2 separate regions of the Drosophila melanogaster genome follow, and region 2 is linked to region 1. A link is a contact called in public Hi-C data. All regions are on one chromosome and are shown on one strand. Each heading gives the region's core, a stretch centred on a gene start, on an enhancer-like site or on the middle of the called end of the contact. The rest is flanking DNA. Distances are from core to core; before and after follow the strand shown. Region 1 holds the start of Atg17 (Autophagy-related 17). Region 2 holds the start of cas (castor).

What was found. A called contact is a pair of places that touch in the nucleus more often than the background predicts.
Region 2: a contact with region 1 is called in a Hi-C map of the Kc167 cell line, with 1.4 times the contacts expected there. The contact joins the promoter of cas here to the enhancer-like site in region 1. A contact is called at or near these places in 55 of 107 Hi-C or Micro-C datasets (the Clone 8 cell line, the D17-c3 cell line, the Kc167 cell line and 21 more) and 3 of 6 datasets of contacts at active chromatin or transcription factors (the Kc167 cell line and the S2 cell line).

Annotation. Positions count from the first base shown.
Region 1 is chr3R:5,669,546-5,676,174 of dm6, forward strand. It overlaps Atg17 (Autophagy-related 17), which reads left to right and starts at 168. Exons shown (of 5, transcript NM_206434.2): 1 at 168-1,027; 2 at 3,945-6,629. The coding sequence starts at 4,164. Within about 2 kb of position 3,531, at least 11 of the 39 cell types and tissues checked have an H3K27ac peak or open chromatin away from gene starts, as enhancers often do. A contact at or near this core is called in the D17-c3 cell line, the Kc167 cell line, the S2 cell line and 2 more, where this site is marked.
Region 2 is chr3R:5,714,450-5,721,078 of dm6, forward strand. cas (castor) reads right to left here and starts at 2,356. Exons shown (of 4, transcript NM_079938.4): 1 at 1,312-2,356; 2 at 79-772; 3 at 1-8. The coding sequence starts at 2,163.

The DNA.
Region 1 (6,629 bases), core at 2,281-4,780:
ATCATTTGGACATTTTGTAACTCTTAGAATTAATACGTCGCACTGGAGGCCGGGCATTTAAAAACAAGTTGGCAGCTATTGAGTATCGTTTCCGCACCAGCTCTGTTATCGATATCAACTTGAAAATATGTTGTCATTCTCACATCGCGAGGCATAAGCAAAGACAAAAAAAAGTGAGAACGAAGTGCGTTATTTAATTTTTATACCATTTAATTTAATTAGAAATCTAAGCAAAGCAACAAAATGCGTGAGTGAAATTGTGTGACTCCAAATACCTAAAAGGCTCCCGTGCCCGCATCGTGTAAATGGCAAAAAACTGACGCGAAAAGTAAAACTGCCAACAACAACAAGCAGCAGCAAACAGAAAGCATAAGCAAGCACTAACAACAACAACAACAACACTCACAGCAGCAGCAGCAGTAGCAACAACAACGCAATTGTGATAGACAAAGAAATAGATTAAGAAAAGGAGGGCAACAGCGAAGAACAGAAGGAAATGAGAAAAACGAAAACAGCATAAATTATTTGGAAAATATTTCCTTGCTCGAACATATTGATAGACATTGGGACTAAAAGAAGAGTCGAGTTAATGCTTTTTGCACATTTGATACGCAACGAAAATAGTTTTTAAAGTAATAGGTAATACGCAGGCAAGAGAAGAAGCAGAGCCATACAAAATAAATAAGAAGAGCGTGGAAGGCGAGGAAGAGAATAAAACAACACAGTGGCGTTGAAAGAGAGGAAGCAGCAGACGAGCGAAAATAAAGAAGAAGCGATACAAATGTTATTGTTGCTGTTGCAAATAAAAACAATCACATAAACACATTTGAAAACAGATACAGCTACAGCTGATGTAAAATAATTTGCAGAGCCTGTGTGTTCGTGCCCGTTTACAATTGATTAAAGCCAAAACACGAACACACCGCGCACACAACCAGGCAACAATAACACTTCACACACGTACACTCACACACACGCAACACAGTCCCACTGGAGACCATTGTGGAAATTGATTAAAGAATATAAGGTGAGTGTGAGTAGGGTATGGTTTAATTAACCGTTAGTTATAGTTTAAAGCACACCAACGCCAGGGGATCCGACGACGCCCTTTTCACTGCAGAAATTCCATCCGTCTTCTTTTTCCACCCCTTTCCCCATCCGCCTTTACAACAAGTGCAACTACATACACCTGCTGCCATTTTCTTTATTGTTTTTTTAAGAACGTCAGCAACCCTCACGCTTTGGTTGTTTTGTGCGTCCGTTTGAGCCAAATTGCAATTAATTGCCATAATTTACATATTTTACAAGAATAACTCGGTGTCTGTGTGCATTTGTTCGTCATTCGAGAGCTTTTTCCTGTTAACTGCACTGCACCCGAATAAGTGCAAAACAAGAAGGAACAAAGCAAAACAACAGCTGAGAGAGCGAACCAGAAGGAAAGAAGCGGATGGAGTGGGGAAAGGGAACCCGTAGAATGAGTTGCAGATCGAATTATCGAATATCGATAAGATGCAGGCGATCAGCTGACCATGTTTACTCTACTACACTACAACCGATTTTTAGGTTTTAATTATCTGCTGTTTTAATGGTCTGCTGTTCTTTGTTTTTCTCTTTTCTGTTTCTTGGCTTAACTTGTTTACTGCAGTTGGAGTTTTTGCGTGAGTCATATGCAGTTTATACCCCTTTAAGATGATGTACATATATGTACATAATAATTAAGTGCAGGGGACACATACTATTAATTGCAGTTAGACACTCACACAAACACACATGCATAACCAAACGCCAGTCCGCCGCTCTCATAATCGTTCTCCCTGAGAGAAAGTGTTTTTATTTTGCCCCCCACAAGGACAAAAAAAAGAAGGGAGAGCTGATAAACTCTGACTGCGCTGTAATCAGTTTGCAGTGACAGAGGAGTTCAGTTTCAGTTGACTCGGCTTGGTTCAGGGTTTCTGATTGCCGTCCTCTTCTCCCTCTTCGCCTACAAGTCCGCTGTTCGGCACCGTGACGTCACCTAGACTTACACCCCTAATCAAAGATCCACTAGTTTAGATTTCCTGCATCAACGCCATATTAACTTTATAAGCAGTCGTTATATCTCAAGTAGGCAAAAAAGTGTAATAGATATGTATCTAAATTGTCGTACATTCTATTTATTAAAATTCGTTTTTACATCCAACAGGTGTTATTTTTGAAGTCTTAGATAACAAACAATATTCGAATTATGTGGTAGAATACTTAGCAATATACGCACATACATATACATATGAACATTATATCCAATGCTTTAAAACCGGAATATCAAGACAACATAATGCAACATCTGGTTCCGAGCTATCCAGGCAATCACATTTTTGAAGTTCCCCCGGTTATCACACATATATCGATACATACCCCGAAATGTGTAACACAGATACAGCTCACCATCCCTCTGATAAGATCTTATCAGTTCGGGGCTTGCTCGCTATCGTGATTTGGGTTGAAGGGTCCGCGATAATTGCATTGGGGCATGCCATTGGTAATCACAATTTGGCTGATTAGTGCTGTCTGTCTGTCAATTCCAACGGCTATGTATTTCATCAATTTGCTTAAGTGTACCTGGTAATTTTACCTCGGCATTACAGATGATCCTGAGCTAATCGTTCCTGGTATTTCATCAGATATAAAAGCGGCGTACCGTTACACATGTTCGCAAACTGTGGACAATTTTGAGAAAACCATCCGTAATAAACCGCGTCTTGGAAATTTAGAAGTTTAGTTTGACGGAATGGTGAAATTGGCTTAGGTAAAAGAAGGACCGCGGGGTCAGGTAAACGCTGGTGCGTCGGCGTTGGCATTGACTCATGATCGGCGTTGGCATCGATCTTTAATTCTCCGACTAATTATGATTGAAACAAAAGTAGGTACAAGAACTTTCTCGAAATTAACAAATTAATTAAATATGGTTTATTTGTGATTCACACGAGGAGCTGAATTGGTGATGCTGCTTTTGTTTAATTCAACTGAATTTACTTGATGCAACTCCCTTCTTTTAGTTGGGAACTTCTAGCTAAAAAATAGCTAAATCATCGTCACACACGTGCGGCGCTCTCTCATCCGCTCAAATATTCTCCGTCTTTAGTCGTGCGCTCTCTGCGATGATCATTTGTTTTCGAACCACCCGCAAGTCTAGACGTGTTCAAATCAAGGTGCGTTGATAACACGTTTCACGATGTTGTTGTTCTGGTGCGCTGCTGTTTACAGCTCGCAAATAAATAAATAGTGTGGGGAAGAGTGAATGCGCGTGTGCCGAGTGTGGAGCCATGCTCTTTCCGCTTTTCCGCTTTCCCTGTTATGCGCCTTATCGCTAAAAGCCGTCTGCGAGGCTAAATTGTAAACAAAATATAAAAATAAAATTTAATAAGCGTCTGTGCACATGCTCGGCCTGCTATTTTTTATTGCGACTCGGAAATGGCCCAGTTAGTCATTAACATTTGTACTACCTCCCTCACCGCGCGCCTACCCTCAGATTGTCCCTCTGACGACACAAAGAGAGCAAAAAGCACCAGCGACAGTCTGTCTAACAGCTGTTGGGTATCACAAGTGATCCAGTCAATGGCTTCAAAGTAGCTAGGCTATTCTCTGCCTCTGCGGTGGATTACTAGTGGATGCAATCGTTGAAAGCGGTAGAGTGTGGTTTTAGGGCTTAAAACGACAAAAACGATACAATTTTTTACAAATATTCTGAAATTACACTAACGTTGTTGTTTGTTGCTAAATATAAAGTGCATTAAAAATTCGTAACGCTAAAATGTCATATTGTTTGTTACTTCTTTGAGCTTCATTTAAATAAAAACAAAAACAGCTTTACTACATAGTAATGAAACACACTTAATAAGTTAAATGCGTATCACAAATAAGACTATCTTTACTCATTCGTATTCGTTGTTTCTTTTCTCTGGCAGCTTAACACTAACAACACGAGTATAACAAAACCAAAAGTACAAGCACACGTGCCGATGAGGGAATACCATTATATCGTCTGAAGCACTGCCAAACCATTCGAGAGACGACAGGACCAGGATTAGAGGGAGGCGAAGCGGGCGTGGGAGAGGGAGAAGCGGGAGTATCCCCGCCAGACAGCGGTAGCCAAGTCGAGGAGACAGTGAAAAACCAACGGCTCCATGATGCTGTACGTGTTCCACGTAGATGTCGGCCGCATGCTAAGCTTTGACATGAACGTTGCACTGCAGCCAGTGGAGCATCTCAAGGAGACGATCCAGAAGCTGCACAACATCCCGGCCGCCAACATTGTTTTGCTAGTGAGCGGAGGCGAAATGCTCACGCACTCCACCCAAGTGTCGTGCTACTCAGCTGGCACCGACACCAATCCCATCTATATGTTTCTCACGGGTGATGAGCGCCTACCGCCCACGATATACAACTCGGACGCGGACAACGAGCTCCGTCGTCAGGTAGAGGAAAGTCACCGGTTACCTCCGGCCCTGGAGACAGTGCGTCAGCGGGCACAGCTGGCTCAACACATGCGAGAGCTGGCCAGAAAGGAGGAGGATCAGTGCGAGCGTCTGGTTCACGAGCAGCACCTTCAGCAGCAGGGCTGGTCGGCTGTGGTGGCCAATATGGAGGATCTGACGAACGAGTTTTGCGACCGCTTCCAGAATTTCTGCTCCTTCTTTGACCGGCATCTCCAGAAACGAGAAAGCTTTTTGGAGCTGCTGCGTAACTTTCCCGATGATCTCAAGCAGCTGGGCAGGATTCCCATACTCCCTGATCTAATGTCTCTTGCCGAGGCCGATTTCCATGGCTTTGACGAACTGTTGGATAACGACGACGTGTTTACTGCCCAGCAACAACCAACGCCGCAGCAGCAGGCGCTCACCGAATCCTCGCAAGCTGACTCCCCCAATAAGAAGCTCAAAATGGGCGACGAGGTGGAAACAGAATCTGGTGAGCAAACGGAGCGCGGTGTTCAGACTTTGACGAGCAGCAGTTCGCTTGCCCGTCGCCCAAACCTGAACCTGCTGCAGTGGATCAGTTCCAAGGGTAACCATAGGGCTCTGCAGCTTATGTCAGATGAGTGCATCCAGGGACTGGACGTCTTCAGTGTGGAAATTTACGAGAAGCTGAAAGAGGAAGTCAATCAGATCATTAAGTTGGCCAACCAGGCCGATGTTAAGGAGATCAAGGGCCTCGGCGACCGTCTCTGCAAGCTGGAGGAGTTTAAGTTCCGGATCAAGAAGATGGTGCAGGAGCAAAAGGAACAGGCACTAGCCCTCCAGCAGAATGAGGCGCGCGCGCAGAATTTGCGCGACAACTCCGTCCTCCCGGATCTTTGCCTCTCGCATCGCTCCCAGCTGCAGGTAATGCTGGATAATCACATTAAGATACGCGAGTACTGCCGCTGCATAGCCAACTCCAAGGACGAGCTGGGCTGGAATCTGCACACACGTCTGCGACGGATCGTGTGGATTGAGAATGGGATGAGTGAGTTCGACAACAGATTGCTGTTTAATCATCGCTGCTTGCGGCGTGCTGAACGTCACATATGCATCATCGAGCAGATCCACCGGGCGCCGAGCACCTATGTTTCGGCCGTGGCGGAGGTGGTGCGTCGGAAGATCTTTTCGGATGAGTTCCGGCAGTGGGCCACTCGACTTTCTGCGGACTTCGATCGCATTCACAGCGAGGAGTTGAGCCGACGGAGGGATTTCAATGCAAGCTTCGAAGGCCATTTTCTCAATATTCTGTTTCCTGGCATGGGTGACATGCCCCCAGCTTTTGCAAATGAGCACCCCTTGAGCTTTGACACGCGTCTCCCTTCTTTGAGTCGATCGGACATGGAGCTGCTCTCCTCGCAGTTGCCAGAACTGGCCGGACAGCTGCAGTTGCCCGACATGAAGCCTGTGATAGATTTTTTCGCCCTGCGGTCGGATAAGAATGTGGAGCCAGACCAAGAGCAGGAGAGGGATATCCCACTAATGGCTCCACGTTTGGCCGAGCTCCAGGCGCAGGCAGCTGCCTCTGACTGCGAAACCGATACGGAAACAGAATTCGAGAAGCTCAGCACCACCTCCAAGTGTGTTGCAACTTCAATCTCGACCAGTTTGGTGGAGCAAGTGGCACAGAGTACTGCTACCGAGGATCTGCTGATGCTAAGTGCTGGCACCCTGACCGAAGAGAATGCAGGCAGTTTTGAGAAGATGCGTAGCGACATGGAAAGTATGACCAAGTTGGCAAGAGCATGCCTCGCTGAAGCTCGTTCCAATGTGGGCGTCTTTCGCAGTGACGTCGCCAACTACCAGGATGAACTCCAGTCCGAGTTGCATCTTCTGCGAGATAAATGCAATGTGCTGAAAATGATGTGTGAGGAACGCGAGCAGAAATTGCAAGAAAAGCTGGATGAGATGAGCTTGAAACTGCAATTGGCGGAGCAGGAGAAGCAGGCTGCGGTGGCCCAGGCGCGGGAGCAGCTTATCCACGAGCACAAAACGGAGCTGGAGTCCCTACGTTGCCGGTTTAAGCTGATGACCTCCATGGAGCGGTCGCCATCGGACAGCAGCCTTGAGAAAATAGAGCGACCGACAAGCAGCGCTAGCGTGGTCAGCGCCAACGCTGGTGTGGATATCGAC
Region 2 (6,629 bases), core at 1,106-3,605, 44 kb after region 1:
GTGCTTGTCTAAGCAAGGAGAAATACATATATGATATATTAACTAAGTTCAGCTAATAAGCTTTCCAAGTAGACTTACCCATATCGGCCTTGTTCTTGAAGGTGTGGGTGCATCCCTCGCGACAGCAGTGGTAGTGGGAGATCTTCTTGCCGAAAAAGGGGCAATCCTCGATGCGGCAGGTCTCGTGCGCCCGGAAGCGCCGGAAGCCCTCGTTCACGATCTCGGAGTCCTTGCGGTGGAAATTGGCATGCATCTGGACGTCACTGGTGCTCACATACACCTTGGGACAGTGCTCGTAGACGCAGTGGTAGTGGGTCTGTTTCCAGTTGTAGGCGCAACCCTCTCCGTAGGCTGGTGCACAGTCGTCCGAGGAGGAGAAGCGGGCAAAGCCCAGCTTGAGGCTTTCCTTGCGCTTCTTGTGCCACTTCAGGTGCCGGATGATGTCGTCCTTCTTGCTCAGGATCTTGCCCTGGCAGGGCTCCTCGTGGCAATGGAAGTGCTCCCGCAGGTTCTCCTGCCTGCACAGGCTGTTCTCGCACTCCAGGTAGGAGGACACTTTCCGCAGGTTCTTCAGTACCTCCTCGTTCTGGAGCAGAGCATCCAGGCCGCTGGCCGCCGAGAGGCTCACCAGGCTCTTGCTCTGCTCACTCGACGGCGGCGTCAGCAGGGATATTGTTTGGGTCGGTTGGAGGGGTGTGTTGGGGGTCAGATCACTGTCGACGGGTGTGATGAGTCCGTACGATGAGTCCGCCGGCTGCTTGACGGGCGTATACTGCAGTGGGAAAAAGAGGGTGGAAGAACTTTAGAGTCAATACCAACACACGGATGCATCTGTGAGATCCCCAGCTCAGACTGCCTGGTGCCCAGCTGGGCAGCGATCGAGCCACCAAGAGAACCCACGCGTTGCCGACACAGCTGTTTCTTTTCCCCGGAATCGCGAGCTTTCTGGCTACTCTCACACTTAAATCTCAAAAATCACGAATCGTTTTTTCTCAAATTACAGCAACAGAGCGTGGGACATAGCCAAAAAAAAAAAAAAACAAAGCAAAATAGGGAACAAATATAGTGCTTTCTGAATTGGAAATTGGAAAATGGTCTATTTTGCAACTGGAAAAGGTTTGTGAAGTATGGCGAACCAAGCTGTTGGGATGAATTTAGAATTTAAATCAAATGTACTAATACAAAAATGCGCAATATATAGCTTTTTGACTACGTAGTTGCCACTGCAAGTGACAGTATCTTTAAAATTGATGGTGATAAAACGAGATAAAAGAAACTGTTAAGATCCTTCTAGATCCCCGGATCACTTACCATGCTGGGTGAGTCTAGGCTGTCGGTGGTTGACTCCAGCGGATGGACGCCCGACAACAGCAGCTTCTCGGAGCTGGCGTTGGTGTGGCCCGAGGAGCTGCAGCTGGTGAGGCTGGACAGCGGCTTATCATCGTCCTCATCGTCGTCGGCGGACTCCTGCTCAAACTTGACCTGGGCCGCCGAAAGGTTGCCGGCAGTTGCTCCGGCGGAGGGTGCTGGTGTGGCTGCCTTCTCTCTCTCGATGGGCGTGGAGGTCACTGTGGATGATTGAAGGAAGTTATTTGTGGCCATCTGTTCGGAGCCGGCAAACTGGCCCAGCAACAACGGATGCTGCAGTGGATCCTGCTTGCCCAGCGAACTGGGGGTGTGGGTGGGTGTTAGTAGAAGGTTGGAGGTGGTCAGCAAATGTTGCTGCTGCTGCTGCTGCAACATGAGCTGCGTCAGCGGCGGCAGGCTTTGGAGCAGCATCTGGTTGACCAGGTTGCTGGGGTGGCTGTTGGGAGTGGAAGGAGTTGCCGCTGTAGCGCCTGGGTATTGTTGTGGTTGAAAAGCAATCAAATTACTATTGGGACTACAACTACGGCTACTACTACAGTTGGTGTTTTGCGAGCTAATGCGCTTGTGCGTTCTTGTCTTGCGGAGATCTGGCTGTGGCTGCTGCAGTTGCTCCTGCTGCTGCTGCTGTTGCTGCTGCACGGATGTGCTGCTAGAGATATCCTCGTTCTGTGTGTAAGTGTATCCAGCCAGCTGCTGCTGCTGTTGCTGCTGCGGAAGCTGGAGCTGCATTTGCTGCTGCTGCTTCATCAAGTTCATCATGTAGAGTTGCATAATAAACTCCATTTGGTTGGACATTTTTGTGGCACACTTTCGCGGATATATTCAGCACAGCACTGGGATTTCTTTTTGAAAATTCTTTAAGATTTCTTCACTATATTCAGCACAGATCACAGCACGGATTTCGAATTTCGGATTTTGGATCGACTTTCTTGCACGGCGTCTCGTCTCAGCGATCCTCAAAGTTCGGCTGCGAGGCTCAAACTGCTTCAACTCTTCCGCGGCCTCCGGCTAATATAGCAAAAATTGCGCAAATCCATGCCCAAGTGCAACCCTCTCGCCACCGGTTCTCTTAAAAAACCGATCTCGCCGCTCTCGCTCTCTTAAAAAACGAATAAAATGAGAAGTCCGTTGGTGGTGGTGGTTCGACCTTCATCCCCTAGTTTTTTAACCGACCCTTCGCAGGAAAATGCTCTGGGAAAACCCAGCTTGTTTTCGGCTGGTTTCCGTTTTTTTGCTCGCTTTTCTCGACCAATAAAACGCCAGCGGTAATGTAAATTTATCTAGAAAAGAGAGGTTTTTCGGTAAAAAAAAATGCGAAAGAGGAGCGTGTATTTGTGAAGGAATCCCGCATGGCCAACGTGCGTTAGAAAGGGACAGCAAATGAAAGAAGAGCACAGATCAGCAGAGGAATTTTATCCAAAATCGCAGGCAATTTGCAAAGATATTACGGCAAATTACGGCAAAGTTACGTGCAGAAAGTGGGTAAATAAGTTATCTGGGCACAAGAAACTGTATAGTTAATTATTTTAAATTTTTTGTTATTATCTCTATATATTTTCTATTCTATCAAAAAATACATATTCTAAGATGAATATTTTAAATATTTCGACGTCTACAGTATTTTTTTCATAAGCGATTTCAAAAAAGATTTTCAAAAATACTTTCTCACACTAAATATTGGCATCGGCAATCTTATTCGCCTATTACCATAAATATAATCAAATCTTAGAACGTTTAAAGTATAGAATCGCATCTTTGTTCCCTTTTCCTTCACATCTCTATGCAAATTGTGTGCACAAAAATTTCGGCAAAACTGGGAATCGAAATGATTTTTAAGAAATTGGCGCGTTGCAAAAAGGATATCAAGCTGGAGCAGCTGCCTGTCCTTTTTGAAATAATCGAATCGAAATCCATTCAAATGCAAAAAATAAAAACCCAAATTTGCAAATTAAAATTACAATCGAGCAAAAAATCTGCATTACAATCGTGCAAAAAAACACAATTAAAAATGCCAAATATTTCCTAAGACCCATTGCAAAAAAAAATTACCATATAAAAAAACGTTTGCAGAAATTCTGAACTTGAGCAAACCCCTAAAAAACATTTTCGATTTGAAGCTGGCGACATCTACGTGTAACATCCGCTGCGCAGGATCACCAAATCCTTTGCGGATCGTAATTTGCATAAATTATTGGTGTAAAACATTTGCATAATTTTGGCACATCGTCCCGAGGCGGAGCGGGCGATCGGGTAGGAAGTTCGACATCCGGATCACCAGCTCCTCCAGCCAGTGTTATGCAAATGGACCTGCACTACATCGGGGAGGAGGGTTTGCTCCGCATTACGGATTCGGGTGCGCCGATCGACTGCGCACGCGCGCTATCTGGAAACTTATGCAAATCAGGAAGGGAATCCCCGAATATCGACGAATCGATTGCCGGAGGACGAGGGGCGGAGTACGATTGATTTTGGATTTGCATTTTACTCGGCAATGGGCAAGGTGAGAGAGCAGAGCAGAGTACAGGCTGCAGGATCAGGCCTGGATATGGTTTGTCACTTGGTTGGCGAATTGGGATTGAAGTGGGATTGGGATTTACCAATTGTTGCCATAATTGAGTGACATGGATAACGCAGCCAGAGCAGAGAGGCAAATAAAGCGGGTTGGGAGCTATTGATTACAGAAAAGGTTCCATGCCACATTGTAAAATGGCAACGGAGTACGGAAATCTGCATGAAAATGCGAACAAAAGCCCATACATTTAGGTTCATTCACAGTCTTACTTCGCGTTTATGCTTTTGCATTTGGATCTGGAATTTACATATGACAATTTCATATTCAGTTACAAATGTTTCGAAATAGAAAACTTTTGTTAGTCGCCTTTGTTAAGTGTTGTTGCTGGCCAGCTCAGTTGATTGGAGTTATCGCAGGACGAGTTCAGAGGATCGGATCCTGATTCCATGAAGCGGCAAATATTGTAACTATGGCATTAGCATTACACTGGCAAATCAATTAGCCAACTGAAGGGCTTGTCACAGACTGAACAGTCGTTATGGGGATTTAATTGCTATTGAAGTCCGTCTACAGGAGCAGTTACTGTACAGAGGAGCAAGTTATCAACGTGAGAAAATCCTCGAGAACAATTTGAGCGGAGAAGATATCTCACATCTATCTGTCTAATTACGCCAATTGCCTGTGGCACTTCGATTTCTTTGTCCTTTTTCCCAATTTTCACGATTTATGCTAAAAAGTAAACATTAGGCCTTTGAATATTCAATCCGAGGGGCTCTTCAGTGGGCATGCACACCCTATTTACCTATTTTCCTTCAGGAATAAAGAATATTTTCCGTATTTTCTTCCTTTTTCAGAGCCTCTGTTTTGGGATGCGTTAAGCCACAGATTTATTGCCTAAGATATTTCAGCATCTTAACTTCTACCCCCGAAGGCAATGAAATCCTATTCCACAGATCGATGATATTTCAATATATTCATTGCCAATTCTCGCTCATTGTTGTGCAACACTGCTGACCTCTAACCCCCAGCATGGACTCCCTGGCTGCTGTCCCTTTTGCATAAATCTCGGCTACGAATGACCACACTTAATGCTAATAGGATCTTCATTTGCGAGCGTTTTGTTGACACTTCTTGAGGAATTCATCCTCGTCCACTTAGGGATGGCTGCATTGGATGGACAAAGGCGATCGAAGTCACACAAGACAATGCAAATGTGATAGGAGTAAGGGCTGGGCAGTTGGGCATCTCGGACTGACCAACCCCACTATGGACACGCGACCGAGTAATCTCAGCCGTTTAGAGCTGGTCAAGAACGGGTTTCTGGACCACGGACCCAAGGGGTTAACGATTAAATGGTCGTCAAGCGGTCATTCCAGGGGTCAGTTTGGCACGCTTCCGCTTTGGTAACTGACCTATTTAAGGGAACTCTATAAAAAAATGTATTTTTATTTTCATAAAACCTGTGTATTGATTAGTAATGAAAGGGATTTAAATAATCAGTATTAAAACAAGTTATAATATTCGATCTAGAAATATAACTCGAACATCTTTTACACCTTTTGAACTTTAATATCAAACTTAAAATGAGTTTTTTCTTAAGAAACATAAAGGATCATTGAAAAATGCTAAGACCTTGACGCTTCCCATGAAAAGTTCGTCGTGAATTCCTTGAGAAATGTCCGTTAATTGGGGAACATGGGTTCAACAAAATGGCTGACCTCGGTCCGCAGAGCTTCACGAACGGGACAGGACCTTCGCAGGACTCGCTGAGAACAAGGCAGGAAGATAATTTGAATGCATGACCGCAAGGGAACCCTTTGAAGCCGGTCGCCATTGTCCCGCCTGTCCATCCGTTCGCCACCCCAAGGATACCGAACACTCGCAGCATCGCGAACGGGAACAGGATCACAATGAGGACGAGATACCCAATATCCAGCAGCAGCAGCAGCATCGCTTCACTGCTTCCAGGCTGACCAGATCCGGCTATAGGCTGCCATATGGCTCGTATATCCTGCAAGGGTTCCTTCCTATCAACCTTTTTTTTTGCTGCGCTGTCGAATTTTCTTCGCGGCCTTTCCGGAAACTAATTCCAATGTCCAAACCGGTTTCCTTGTGATTTTCACTTTTGATTCGTGGTCGCGAGTCCGGTCCGGTTTTCGGGCGAGGCGGTCCTTCCAGCGAGCGACCCTTCAACCCTTTTGTGTTTTCCCGGACCGCTTCCGAAAGGATGCGCAAAAGCGAATAAAATTGCAGCTTTCGGCTTCATTGTGTTAGGTCCTGACCTGAAGGACAAGAATTAGATGTGAAATCTTTTCTCAAGTTTTTTTATTAAGATCCTTAAAAGGATTCCCGAATAACCGTTATAAATTAGCGGTGCTAGGGAAAATAATAGATTGAAAATGAAGGACATGCCCACTGACCGTCGCAATTAGTCCTCGATTACTGGACACGCGCTGAAAAGGATGTGATGACCAGTCAAGATGACCACCGAAGACCCTATCGAGAAACCTGTTTGACCACTCAATAAGGAACCCATTATCCTTTGAGGGCACGCGCTGCCCATTGGTCACTGTCCATCCAGAGATAATCTCTGACTTTTCACTTGTGTCGCCATTGTCCTCGCAAATCCACACACGTGTCCACTTGGATTGTGAATTGCCAGAAATAAACATTCATCTCGACTCCGGTATCTGCAAGTTTATTAGCATGAAACCATCCCATCAGCGTGCATTTTCCAAGGGTCAGAAAT